Regions from separate parts of the Sus scrofa genome. Here all the other regions are linked to region 1. A link is a contact called in public Hi-C and promoter capture Hi-C data. All regions are on one chromosome and are shown on one strand. Each heading gives the region's core, a stretch centred on a gene start, on an enhancer-like site or on the middle of the called end of the contact. The rest is flanking DNA. Distances are from core to core; before and after follow the strand shown.

Region 1 (4,019 bases), core at 732-3,231:
GAATGATTTATTTAGATCTTTCAGGAAAAATATAAGTATGATGCATTCTTTCATTTTTCCAATTTACATTTTTTTCCACCAACACCACCCAACTTCCCCTAAAAACAGCTTTTTTATTTGTAGCTTCAGAAGCATTCCAGAATATTACACCTGTATTACTAGAGAGGGCTTGCTTTTATTTAATTGGTAAATAGTGCTTAATATTTAATGCTTAACTGAATACTTAAAAGAGACTGCCATAACACATGTTCTGTACTTTTCTTATTGATTGAAGAATCCTCTCTAGAAGGAGACTCTGATCCCTGTCTACAAAGATTTTGTTTGTTTTTTCCTTTTTTATCAAAACTCCCTGGAGCAGAGTAGAGGGAGACAGCACAGAATGTTTATTCATCCTCTGATGCAAAAGTGTAATTCAGCCTGATTTAACACATTAAATGACACACTGGGCAATGCCACAGCCTATTTAAAGGCATTCTGGCCAGTATTTGTCTTTTATCTTTCTTTCTTTCTTTCTTTTTTCTTTTTTTTTTTTTTTTAGGGCTGCATGTTTGGGATTCAAGCCACATCTGCGACCTATACCACAGCTCATGGCAACGCCAGATCCTTAACCCACTGAGTGAGGCCAGGGATTGAACCTGCATCTTCATGGATCCTAGTCGGGTTCGTTAACCACCGAGCCTGGAGGGGAACTCCTGTCTTTATCTTTCAATGAGAAAACAGGTTTATAATCCAGAAGCAAAAATTTAAATTCAACATATTCAAGACCACAAAGAGCACCTACAGCTGGCAAGACAATACGCCACATGGGCTGACAGATCCAAACATAAACCTCTACCTCAGAGGCAGAGAGAGTTAAGTGAAGGAGGCTACAGAGTGCCATAGATGTCAAAGAGAGTAGGAAGTAAGGATGACTGCAGAAAGAACATTCCCGATGGAAAATTCCAGTTCCCCTAAGACGAGAATCCTGCATAGTGTGGACAGAGACATGGGGGTACTCAGGTCCTGAAATCTCCACCGTGTAGTAGGCCTCAGTCTGTTCATATGCGGGCCAATGAGATCAAACATAAATGCCCCAACAAGATAATTTTGAAGTTCTCTATGCAACTCAGCAAACCTGAGCTCACAGCCCTGAGAAGGGGGCGGTGGGCGTGAGGTATCTTCTCTGAAGTCTTCTGGACTTCAAAATTAACAAGAATGACACCCACCACTGAATGGCTGGGAGGTGGGTGTGGCCCCTCTGATGCAGCTGAGGGGACTTAACTGGACCTCTCAGGCCAGCAGAGACGTCCAGCCAAGGCCCAGGAAGCCAGTGTCACACGGCACCCCCAACCCGACGAGCTCTTCGCGAACCCCGACGGCCAGGCCTCCAAGGGCCATGCTCAGGTTCCATCAGGCCGCAGACTGCGAACAAGGAGGCGGCCCGGGGCAGCCTCCGCGGCCCACACGGGCCTCACGCATCACCCGAGGCACCCGCAGCCTTCAGGGAGTCGCACCCACAGTCTGCCTAGATGAGGGCCAGTCTTTGCTCGGGCCTGGACGCCAAGAGCGCATCGCGTCGTGGATCGCATAGGCGCACTGCTGGCTCTCTGGCACGCACCCGGACAATGGGGACCAGTATCCCAGCTGGTCCCGGGAGCTACGACCCCGCGAACGTCAAGCCGCCCGGCCTTTACCTGCACGTCACTCAGCTCCACGCGCAGATACAGCTCTCGGTGCCGCTGAGCCCAGTAGACGTGAGGCGTGAGCACCTGATTCTCCATGACCACACTGCCCAGGGTGCGGGGAGACTCAGCTTGCTGAGCCTATTTCCCTCAAGTAGTGCGCGGCTGGAGCCTGCCGAACGCAGGCCGCAAACCCCAGGGCTCCGGAGTGCCTGCTGCCTCCAGATGACCCACGCTCTCGGGCCGCGCCTGCGCAGTGGCGAGCGCGGGGCGGGGGGAGCGGGGGCAGCTGCGCGGGCTCCGGGCCTCGGCTCGAGTCTGGTGGGGGCGGGGCGGGAGGGGGCGGGCCCAAGAACCCGGGAAGCTCCAGTTTGCTGAGGCGGCCTCCGGAGTTGGAATTGGCTAGTGCGTCGCGGTTCCGTCTCTTCTGGAGGAGGCTTAAAAATAAGCATAAGAGGGGATTCCCACTGTGGCACAGCGAAGTGAATCCGACTAGTGTGCCTGAGAGTGGGGATTCGATCCCCGGCCTTGCTCCGTGGGTTGAGAGTCCAGAGTTTCCATGAATTGTGCTGTAGGTTGCAGGCATGACTCGGATCCCATGTTGCTGTGGCTGTGGTGTAGGCCGGCGGCTGTAGCTCGGAATGGACCCCTAGTCTGGGAACTTCCACATGCCGCAAGTGCGGCCCTAAAAAGCAAAAAAAAAAAAAAAAAAGCATAAAAAAATAAACTCTGGGAGTTCCCGTCATGGCGCAGCGGTTAACGAATCCAACTAAGAACCACGAAGTTGCGGGTTCAGTCCCTGTCCTTGCTCCGTGGGTTAACGATCCAGCATTGCCGTGAGCTGTGGTGTAGGTTGCAGACACGGCTCGGATCCCACGTTGCTGTGGCTCTGGCGTAGGTCGGTGGCTACAGCTCCGATTCAACCCCTAGCCTGGGAACCTCCATATGCCGCGGGAGCGGCCCAAGAAATAGCAACAACAACAACAACAAAAGACAAAAAATAAATAAATAAATAAACTCTGGTAACTCACTAATTCAGCATTTACCTACTCTGTGCCTGAAGCTAAAATCCCGAGCTTCAGGAGTAAGACACAGTACCTGAGGTCTCTTAAAAGATACTAGTAATTGCAGACATAATAAGGATGACGATGGTTATAGGGGAATTGGTGTGGGAGAGGGTGGACGAGTGTTCTCTGAGGGGAGAGTAAGCCTAAGGGCCAGAAATTTCCATAGGGCTTTTCCATAGAACTTTATGCAATGATGGAAATATCCTTTTCTGTGCTGTCCATTACAGTAGCCACTAGCCACATGAGGCTTTTGAGTGCTTGAAATGTGGCTACACAGGTTGAGAAACTGAATTTTTAATTTCATTTACATCTAATTAAATAGTCACAAATTAGTGGCTGTCCTATGGGACAGGAGACTTGTCTCTTAAAATAAGAAACACTAATTTTTGTCTAATTTAAACTATCTCATCCATATCCACATCCATGCCAAGTCTGCTGCAGTGAAGAATCTAAGAGGAAGCAACATTTCTTTGAAAATCAGAAATCTGGGACAAAAATTAAAGTTTCAGTTCTGTTAGCCCCTATTTATTTAGTGAAATGCTGAGCACAGGGAACCAGGGATGAAATGATGCCAGCTCTCAGAAAACATTTAGCTCAGAGGTCAGGTTGTATAAGATATAGAGTGGTTTTTTTTTTGTTTGTTTCTGCTTTTCTTTCTAGGACCGCATCTGCAGCCTATGGAAGTTCCCTGTCTAGCAATCTAATTGGAGTTGCAGCTGCTGGCCTACACCATAGCCACAGCCACAGCAACATGGGATCCCAGCCATGTCTGCAACCTACACCACAGCTCATGGCAATGCCGGATCCTTAACCCACTGAGCAAGGCCAGGGATCAAACCTACATTCTAATGGATATTAGTCAGGTTACCACTGAGCCACAACAGGAACTTCTCCTAGAGTGTTTTAACGTGGGGAATGTGCTGAGCTTACAAAGAGGTGGGAAGGTGGGAACTGAGAGTTGTAGAAAAAATGGGCAGACATTTGAAAGCAATCCTTGAGAGGCAGTGAAATGCAAGGAGGAATTTGATAGAGAAAGGAGCAGCATTAGGGCAGTGGAAGCACAAGGCAGGAGTCCAAAGATGAAGAGATATGGAAAGTTCTTTATCCCAGGCATTAATGGCATGGAGGAGAGAGGTTGCCCTGGGTCTGGAAAGACAGGGAGTGAATTAGGAGAGTCTTTGTTTGCGTCAATGAAGTGTTTGTACTATATCCCACAGACATGTGAGAGTCAAGGAAGTTTGTTACAAGAGGTTAGCAAAATCAAATATGTGCTGGGCAAAACAAACTGTCA
Region 2 (4,019 bases), core at 1,043-3,542, 210 kb after region 1:
CTGTGGTGTAGGGCAGCAGCTACAGCTCCAATCAGACCCCTAGCCTGGGAACCTCCATATGCTGTGGGTGAGGCCCTAGAAAAACAAAAAGACAACAAAACAAGACATAAAACACAGCCTGAAAGTTGAGAGTCAGGTTTTACTTGGGGCAAAACTAAGACCTAAACCAAGGAGAGAGCATCTCAGGTAGCCCTGAGAAACCACTTCGAGGAGGTGATGGGGGAAGCTAGGATATATGAGTTTTTGCAACAAAGGGGAGGTACTAGGAACAAAAGATGTACAGAAAACCAGTTTCTGTGGGCTTACTGGAATCACTCCTTTGCTGTGCACCTCAGCTACAGATCAGTATTCTTTCTTTCCTGAATTCCCTCAGGACTCACCAGCCCACCCTTCCAAGTGACTTCATTCATAAGTGACCATGACAACTTTTGTCCATTTAACTACAGCCCAGGAGGCCGTATTTCAGATAGCTCTCAAATAGCCCCAAAGAGGAAAGGGGAATATCAAGATATATGTGAGGAAGGGGAAGGTGCGTGCAGCCGTGCACACATGTTACCAAGTTTGCTGCTGGTCTCATGAAAGTTACTACTAGTCACGAGGAGCAGACATCACCATGAAGGGTTTTAGTGTCTTTCTAGATATGAGGAGATGCAAGAAGTGGGCTCATAAAATCTCCTAAAATATCTGAAGACCTGCTCTTCCAGTTTTCCCAGAGCTCAGAGTGCCTCACTCCTGGTCTCCACCCTGAGCTCCACCAGGGGTGTGTGTGTGTGTATTAGGACCCCAAAAAAGGCTCTTGGCAAGTTGTGTTTGAGAGGTCAGAGACTTGAGCAGTGCAGAGAATTCTAGAGGCTGAAAAGCAGAGGAAAGGTCATTTGGCTTTCAGGATCCCAGATTCACGCAGTTCAGCTGGGGGACCTTGGGAATTACAGCAGCACTCTTGAGAATCACTTGCCTTGAGTGTTAGATAGCTCCCTCTGTTGCCAAAACTCAGGCCTCAGTCCACTGGAGCTGAATAGAAACATGAGAAAGGAGAAAGAAATAGCTTTATTGGGAGTTCCCGTCGTGGCGCAGTGGTTAACGAATCCGACTAGGAGCCATGAAGTTGCGGGTTTGACCCCTGCCCTTGCTCAGTGGGTTAAGGATCCGGCTATTGCCATGAGCTGTGGTGTAGGTCGCAGACGTGGCTCAGATCCCGCGTTGCCGTGGCTCTGGCAGCTACAGCTCAGATTCGACCCCTAGCCTGGGAACCTCCATATGCTGCGGGAGCGGCCCAAGAAATGGCAAAAAGACAAAAAAAAAAAAAAAAGAAAGAAATAGCTTTATTGCTTTGCTGGGCAAAGGAGGCCACAGCAGGCTAATGCCCTAAAGGCTGTGCCCTCCTTTGGGGGAGAACAGGAAGTGGGCTTATAGTTTGGGAGTAGAAGGTAGGGCCACAGGTAAGGCTCAGGGTAGATGCAAGCTTGTATTCTTCAAATCTAGTGGCCCCAGGACTGGTGATCCTCCTCTCTAATTTTCATTTGTTGGGTGTTTTTGTTTTTTCTTTGGTCTTTTAGGGCCACACTAGCGGCATGTGGACGTTCCCAGGCTTAAATCACAGCTGCAGCAAACCATGTCTGTGGCCTACATCGCAGCTCACAGCAACACCAGATCCTTAACCCACTCACTGAGTGAGGCCGGGAATCAAACCTGTGTCCTCTTGGATACTGGTCGGGTTTGTGACCATTGGGCTACTGTGGGAACACCCTTATTGGGGGTTTTAGTTCTGCAAAAGAACTCAAAGATATTGTAATGGATATTCCTTCAAGAGAAACCTGGACACTGCCCCAAGGCTGCACTAGTTGACTGTTCTTACCTGTCTCTGCATCCCCTCACTTCCCTGATTAGCTACTGTTTGAACCTGCCCTTTAGAACTCAGGGAAAGTCATGGAAGCTGAAGCTTATTTATGGAAACCAAAAAATGGGGGACACAGAAAAGTTTGTGTGGAGGAGCCCACACGGCCCTGCTCAGTTTCTCTTGTACAGCGGTTTTTCAGAGAATCGATTCAAGTCCTAGGCAGTAGGTGGTAGCAATTCCCCAGAGAAGACCAGCAGGCTCAGCCTTGAGCTGAGACAAGGGCAAGGGAAAGAATGCCTGGCTTAGCTTTTACTCCAACCTTCCCTGAGGGTGTTCCCAAGCAGGCGAGGGCACCTCCGAGGGGGCGCACACCTCGCGCCTAGGGCTCTCCTGCGGAGGGACAGCAGACAAACTGCGCGGAGGAGGTGGCGGAGGCGGGCTCGGGAGGGGGCGGGCCCTCCCTGGGCTGGGCGGAGCTCGAGGGCGCCGGTGGCGCCAGGCAGAGGGGAGGGCCAGGCAGGTAGGCCTGGGCACGTGTTGGGGCGAGGGAGTCCCACGGGCAGGCGACACGCTGCGAGCCGCCGCGCACCGCTGGCAGAACGCAGGCAGCGCCGAGGTCAGCCTGGAGAGCGCCGGGACTTAGGCGGCGACCGTCGTAGGCGGGGCAGGAGGGTCAGCGCGGCGCCGGCCTCTCAGCCTGGCCCCGCACGGGGAGGGGGCTCGCGGTCCCCGCAGGGGCTGCTCCCCGCGCCACGTCCCTTCAGAAGGCAGGTGTCAGTACGTTATCGTCTCATCCCATGTCATAGCCCCTCCCCCAGGCCTGGGATTTCCCGGCTGCCCGGCCCCATTATCCCCAGGCCCAACCCCCGCGCCGACCCGCGGTCCCTGCCGGTTCTTCTTCTCAACTGGCCGGTCCGCCGCAGGAGACTCTGGTCAGGACGTTCTCACCCGCGTCACTTCATCCCTCTGCCTGGCTCACCCCAAGTCCGTGAACCCCGGGCCGGGTCCAGCCCATTGTCCACGGGCCCAGCTCCGCGCTGACCGCAGGCTCGGCCCTAGCCCCCACCCGGCGTGTCTCTCCCGGCAACGCGCGGCGACCCGAGATGCAACCCGCAGGCTGGGCGGCGGTCAGGGAGGCGGCGGGCCGCGACGTGCTGGCCGCTGACCTCCGCTGCAGCTTCTTCGCCTCGGCCCTGCAGAGCTACAAGCGCGACTCGGTTCTGCGGCCTTTCCCTGCGTCCTACGCCCGCCACGACTGCAAGGACTTTGAGGCCCTGGTAAGTGTGCTTTTTCCCGGCGCTGACCCGGGCGTCCCAGACCACGTTGCCCTTGGAATCCGTGTTAGTGAAGGTGCCAGCCCCAGACTTTCCTTGGGGAAAGGTTTCTAGGCGTTAAGAACACTTCTAAAGCACCAGGTGGCTGCTTCCTCTTGTTAATACAAGTGACTCCCCGGGTGAAGTGAGGAAATCAGCAATTGCATAGGCTTCCCCAAAATTTCCTAGTGTGGTCAGTAATGGGGAGTTGATTTGCGTCAGCTGATTCTGCTCAACCGGAAGTTAGTTATCCCTTTGCAAGTTATGAGACACCAGAAGTCACCAACGCCACCCAGACCTCCATCTTCAGATGAGGTAATATATGCGCAGTACTTTTGTAGATTATAACATGTACAGTATACATGTGAGCTGTTATTTCCTTGATGATTCACGAAGCACTCAATTTCTTGCAGAGTTCACCTCAGGGTCAGCATTCCAGGTATCAGTTATTTTTATAATCTAAATGTTTGGAATTATCGAGAAGAATATAACTTAACCAAATTGATTGATCAAAACCTACAATTATTAAAGACATTGAAGTAGTAGTCAAAGATTTTCCCTTAGAACTCCAGGACTACCTGGTTTCATTGGTGGGTTCTATCAGTCACTGAGGGAATAAGTAATCCAGTTTTATAGAAATTCTTCCAGAGTATTGAAAATTGGCTAGTGTAATCTTGAAATTTAATGAGATAATATCCTTTCCTGTATTATCCTTAAGAAGGATAATATCCTTAGAAAGGATAATACAGGAAAAGAGAACTGTTGGCCAATATGACTCAAGAGTATAAATATAGAAATCCTCTGTAAAATATTAGGATCCTGAAACCAGCAATATATAAAAAGAATAACTCCTTATTAATAAATTGAGT
Region 3 (4,019 bases), core at 881-3,380, 180 kb after region 1:
CTCACCCCTAGGAGGCTCTGTAAGTCTGGAGGGCCAGATTCTACACCCAGATGCATCTGTTTTATTTTTTCATTTTTTGGCCACACCTGCAGCATGCAGAAGTTCCTGGGCCAGGGATCAAACCTGAGCCACAGCAGTGCCCCAGCCACAGCAATGACATTGCCGGATCCTTAACCTGCTAGGCCACCAGGGAACTCCTCCCAGATGTATCTTTTGAGAGGAACAAACTAGGACAGTGGTTTGCAAACTTGGTTCTCCAATTGTGGCTAGAGGCCTGGGGGGATCTCTCTGCCCTCCCCTCACCCAGAGCAACTCCACTGTTATCTGTCTTATATGCTGGACTTCACCTGAGATTTCATTTGAAAACAGGGTACTGCACCTAAAAGCCTCCACCCTGGCACTTCTGAAAGAGTCCTGCAGGAGTGGTTGGGGCTAAGGTCCATAAATAGTGATGGTGCTATGGATGCTGAGCTAAGAAAGAGAAGTCTGAGGCCACAATGGTGCCTGTCCTGGGTCTTGCAAGGTAGTAGTTGATTTGTCCTGATGTTCCCAGAGGAAAGAACTAAGCCCAAATATAGACATAACACCTCACCCTTCTCTACGCAGAACTTTACAAACACAGGAATTCTTCATCCATGTCGGCCATCTGAGGACCACTTGGGGAAGTGGTGGGTTTATCATCTGATGGAGCAGACTGGGGGTGGAAGAGCAGACCAGGTAACCTCTGGTGCCCCTGTCCCCTTCAAGAGTCCAAGAAGCTAGTATCCACGCCCCCAAGGGAGGGGTCCAGAAACCTTTAAAAACCACCTGATCGGACTCATGCAGATATATGCAAGTTGCACACAAATCACATGCAAATATAGGCAGAGCCTGTTCTAACAAGACCCTGAACTGGGCGAAGGTAAAAGGAGAAACAGAGTTCCATTGAGGAAGTTTGGCAGAAACTGGTATCAAAGCTGAGTGGCCTGGCTACAATCTGGGCCCTGGGATCTCAAATCATCCAGAGGCCTCAGGCTGAAGGCCTCCACCACATACACCCCCTGCCACCCACCCACACATACACACTTTGGGCAGAAATCAGTAGCAGCCAGGGCTTGCAATCTGCTCCAATTATCTGATGCTCCAATTATCTGCCCCACAACTTAGTGACTTCACCTAACATTTCTTTCGCTCACACATCTGCAGTTTGGGCAATGCGCAGTGGGAATGACTGTCTCTGTTCCACTGGGCATCAGCTAGAGCAGCTTGGAGCCAGGGGGCTGGAATCATCTGAAGACTCACTGGTCTCACATCTGGTGGCTGATGCTGGCCGTCGGCCCCAGCACCTACATGTGGCTTCTCCATGTGCCTGGGGGCTGGGCTCCAAGGACAGAGCCAGGCAGGGCCTGTGTCATAGTTTAGAATCTAGCCCTGGATGTTCCACAGTGTCACTACCACATTCTATTCATGAGAAGCAAATCACTAAGGCAGGCACATTCCAGGGAGGGGAGTTAGATTCCACTCGGATGGGAGCAGAGTAAGAAGCTTTGGGCATGTTTGACCACAGGACTCCTTTGTGGGGATGGGTGGCGAACAATAGGAAGGCCCACTGGAGAGGCCCTGGGGTGTGATGGGAGGGGCTGCAGGAAGACAGGGAGGGCTCCTGACTCCCAGCCAAGCCCTGCTTCTGGGTCTCATCCCTATGATTAGTGATGATCAGTCTGGAGGGCCAGTCCTGAAGTTACAGGGACCAGGGACCAGGCCCCTGTGAACACCTGGCAATGGTGAAAACTCCCTCTCCTAGGGCAGTGATGGATCAGGGGCCACAGGAAGCTGGTGCCAGCCTGAGAACCACATCCAACCAGGGACCATAGACCCCAGAGTAACAGAGCCAGAAGGAGCCACCCAACCCCTCATGAGTCAGATAAGGAAACCAAGAACCATGAGAAGCAGGAGTTGCTCAAGTTCACAGGGAAGTTGAAGGCAAAGCCAGGGCTTGAACCCAGGCCAGCCACACCCCGCCTGGAGCCCTTTGCCCTCAACCCGGCCAGGCCACAGTCAGTACTGGACTGAGCTCCAGAGCCCAGAGGGCATCTAGCCTGCGATCTCTGCTCCTGGGAGGGCTGTGACTGGAGGGTTTTGCTGCCATCCTGTGGAGATAGTGAGAATTACAGCTACAGGGAGGAGGGCCTGATGGCCACCCACCCCTAAGACTGGCTCAGCCCCATCCGGGAGACACAGACCCAGACTCTCAGTGAGCTGACAGTATAAGCTTGAATGAAAATAACTGCAATTTATCCAAGTGTTTGCTTGGAAGGGTACCAGCAAGTTGTAGAAACAAGAAAATGTGATCCACTGGGGGCCAGGGTTAAGGAAGACTGGGAAGAAGAGTAGAGAAGGGGGGAAAAGACATCTCAGGCTGAAGGCACAGGGTAAGCCAAGCGCATGGGAAAACCAGGGAGCAGCCAGGGGGCTATCATTTGCTGCATGGGGCCTGGCATTTAGTAGATACTTAATAAATGTGTGAATGAATTATTACTAGACTTCCAGAGCATATGCTTTTTCGTGATTGATGTGTCTGAGGAAAGGCTCATGTGGCTTACTAGGTGGAACAGGAACTAGTAAGAGGCCCAGATGGCTTGGTACTTCCTCAGGGAAGGGAAAGAGTCACTGTGGAGTCCTCGGTACCACAGTGATAATGATTCCTCTGTTATTACTTCTCGTGGTGTTGAATAGAACACCCTCACATCACCTCCTGAGTCTTCTCACAGCCTTGTAGTGAGCAGGGCTGGACTTACTGTCATCTTCCCATTTGCCAGATGAAGAAACTGAGGCCTAGAGAAGTGATGTGATAGAACTGGGAACTTGGGTCTTCTTGTTTCAAGCCCATGCAGGCTGTTGATTGTTACCTGTAGATTGAGGACCAAGAAGAGTAGGGGACCTTGGAGGGAGGAGTTGGTTGACTTGGCTGAAATGGAGGGCGTTTTGGCCACACCTATGGCATGTGGAAATTCCCATGCCAAAGACTGAACCTATTCCACAGCAGCAACCCAAGCCACAGCAGTGACGATTCCAGGTCCTTAACTACTGAGCCACCAGGAAACTCTGGAGATTTTCTTTTTGAATATTGAGGAGAGACCAAGGACTGTCAGACCCTGAAGAGGAGATGTGGAGAGTTTGGCCATGTCCTAAAATGCAGGTTGGGTCAGGAAACTGCCATAGCTCCCCACTGCCCCCAGAGCCATCCAATGCCTTTAGCCTGGCATTCAAGTCCCTCTCACAAGAGGCAGTGTAACCCAGTGGTTAAGGATCAGATTTACAATCCCCGCTCAGTCACTCTCTGGCTGTGTGACCCAGTGGACAACCTTTAACCTTTGGTGCCATGGTTTTCTCCTCTATAATCTATGAACAAGCAGAGCACGCACTTGATAGGTTGTGAGCAGTAAAACCGGTTATGTAAAGCATTCAGGACTGTGCTATTATTATTATTTTTTATTATTTTTTTGTCTTTTTGCCTTTTCTAGGGCTATTTCCCGCAGCACATGGAGGTTCCCAGGTTAGGGGTCTAATCAGAGCTGTAGCTGCTGGCCTACGCCATAGCCACAGTAACGCCTGATCCGAGCTGCGTCTGCAACCTACACCACAGCTCACGGCAACGCCAGATCCTTAACCCACTGAGCGAGGCCAGGGATCAAACCCGCAACATCATGGTTCCTAGTCGGAATTGTTAACTACTGCACCATGACAGGAACTCCTGTGCTATTATTATTATTATTATTATTATTAGCTGGGAATTCCCTGGTGGCTCAGCAGGTTAAGGATCCAGCATTGTCCCTGCAGTGGCTTGGGTCACTGCTGTGGCGCAGGTTCAACTCTTGTTGTGGGAACTTCCATATGCTATGAACACAGTCAAAAAAATTATTAACCAGAGCAGAGGCTAATTTCTGCCCCTGTCATCCTCCAAGCTGAGCTCCTGGCTTCTCCAGAACACGCCATGCAGTGGTGGCTCCAGGCCTTTCTGCAAGCTGTTCCTTCAGAAT

Evidence for each region. Promoter capture Hi-C pulls out the DNA fragments that hold promoters and counts their contacts. A called contact is a pair of places that touch in the nucleus more often than the background predicts.
Region 2: a promoter capture Hi-C map of liver shows a contact between it and region 1, with 2.9 times the contacts expected there. The contact joins the promoter of PARP16 here to the promoter of HACD3 in region 1. A contact is called at or near these places in 1 of 5 promoter capture datasets (liver), 4 of 47 Hi-C or Micro-C datasets (liver, mesenteric adipose tissue, retroperitoneal adipose tissue and 1 more) and 2 of 2 datasets of contacts at active chromatin or transcription factors (alveolar macrophages and skeletal muscle).
Region 3: a Hi-C map of liver shows a contact between it and region 1, with 2.5 times the contacts expected there. The contact joins the enhancer-like site here to the promoter of HACD3 in region 1. A contact is called at or near these places in 2 of 5 promoter capture datasets (fetal skeletal muscle and liver), 15 of 47 Hi-C or Micro-C datasets (embryonic fibroblasts, epiblast stem cells, fetal heart ventricle and 8 more) and 2 of 2 datasets of contacts at active chromatin or transcription factors (alveolar macrophages and skeletal muscle).

Annotation. Positions count from the first base shown.
Region 1 is chr1:163,523,834-163,527,852 of Sscrofa11.1, reverse strand. It overlaps HACD3 (very-long-chain (3R)-3-hydroxyacyl-CoA dehydratase 3), which reads right to left and starts at 1,981. Exons shown (of 11, transcript XM_003121729.4): 1 at 1,674-1,981. The coding sequence starts at 1,760.
Region 2 is chr1:163,318,320-163,322,338 of Sscrofa11.1, reverse strand. It overlaps PARP16 (mono [ADP-ribose] polymerase PARP16), which reads left to right and starts at 2,292. Exons shown (of 4, transcript XM_021100127.1): 1 at 2,292-3,114. The coding sequence starts at 2,941.
Region 3 is chr1:163,342,557-163,346,575 of Sscrofa11.1, reverse strand. No RefSeq gene overlaps it. Among named protein-coding and RNA genes, the nearest start is that of PARP16, 25 kb to the right of the region's middle. Within about 2 kb of position 2,130, at least 16 of the 83 cell types and tissues checked have an H3K27ac peak or open chromatin away from gene starts, as enhancers often do. A contact at or near this core is called in alveolar macrophages, embryonic fibroblasts, liver and 1 more, where this site is marked.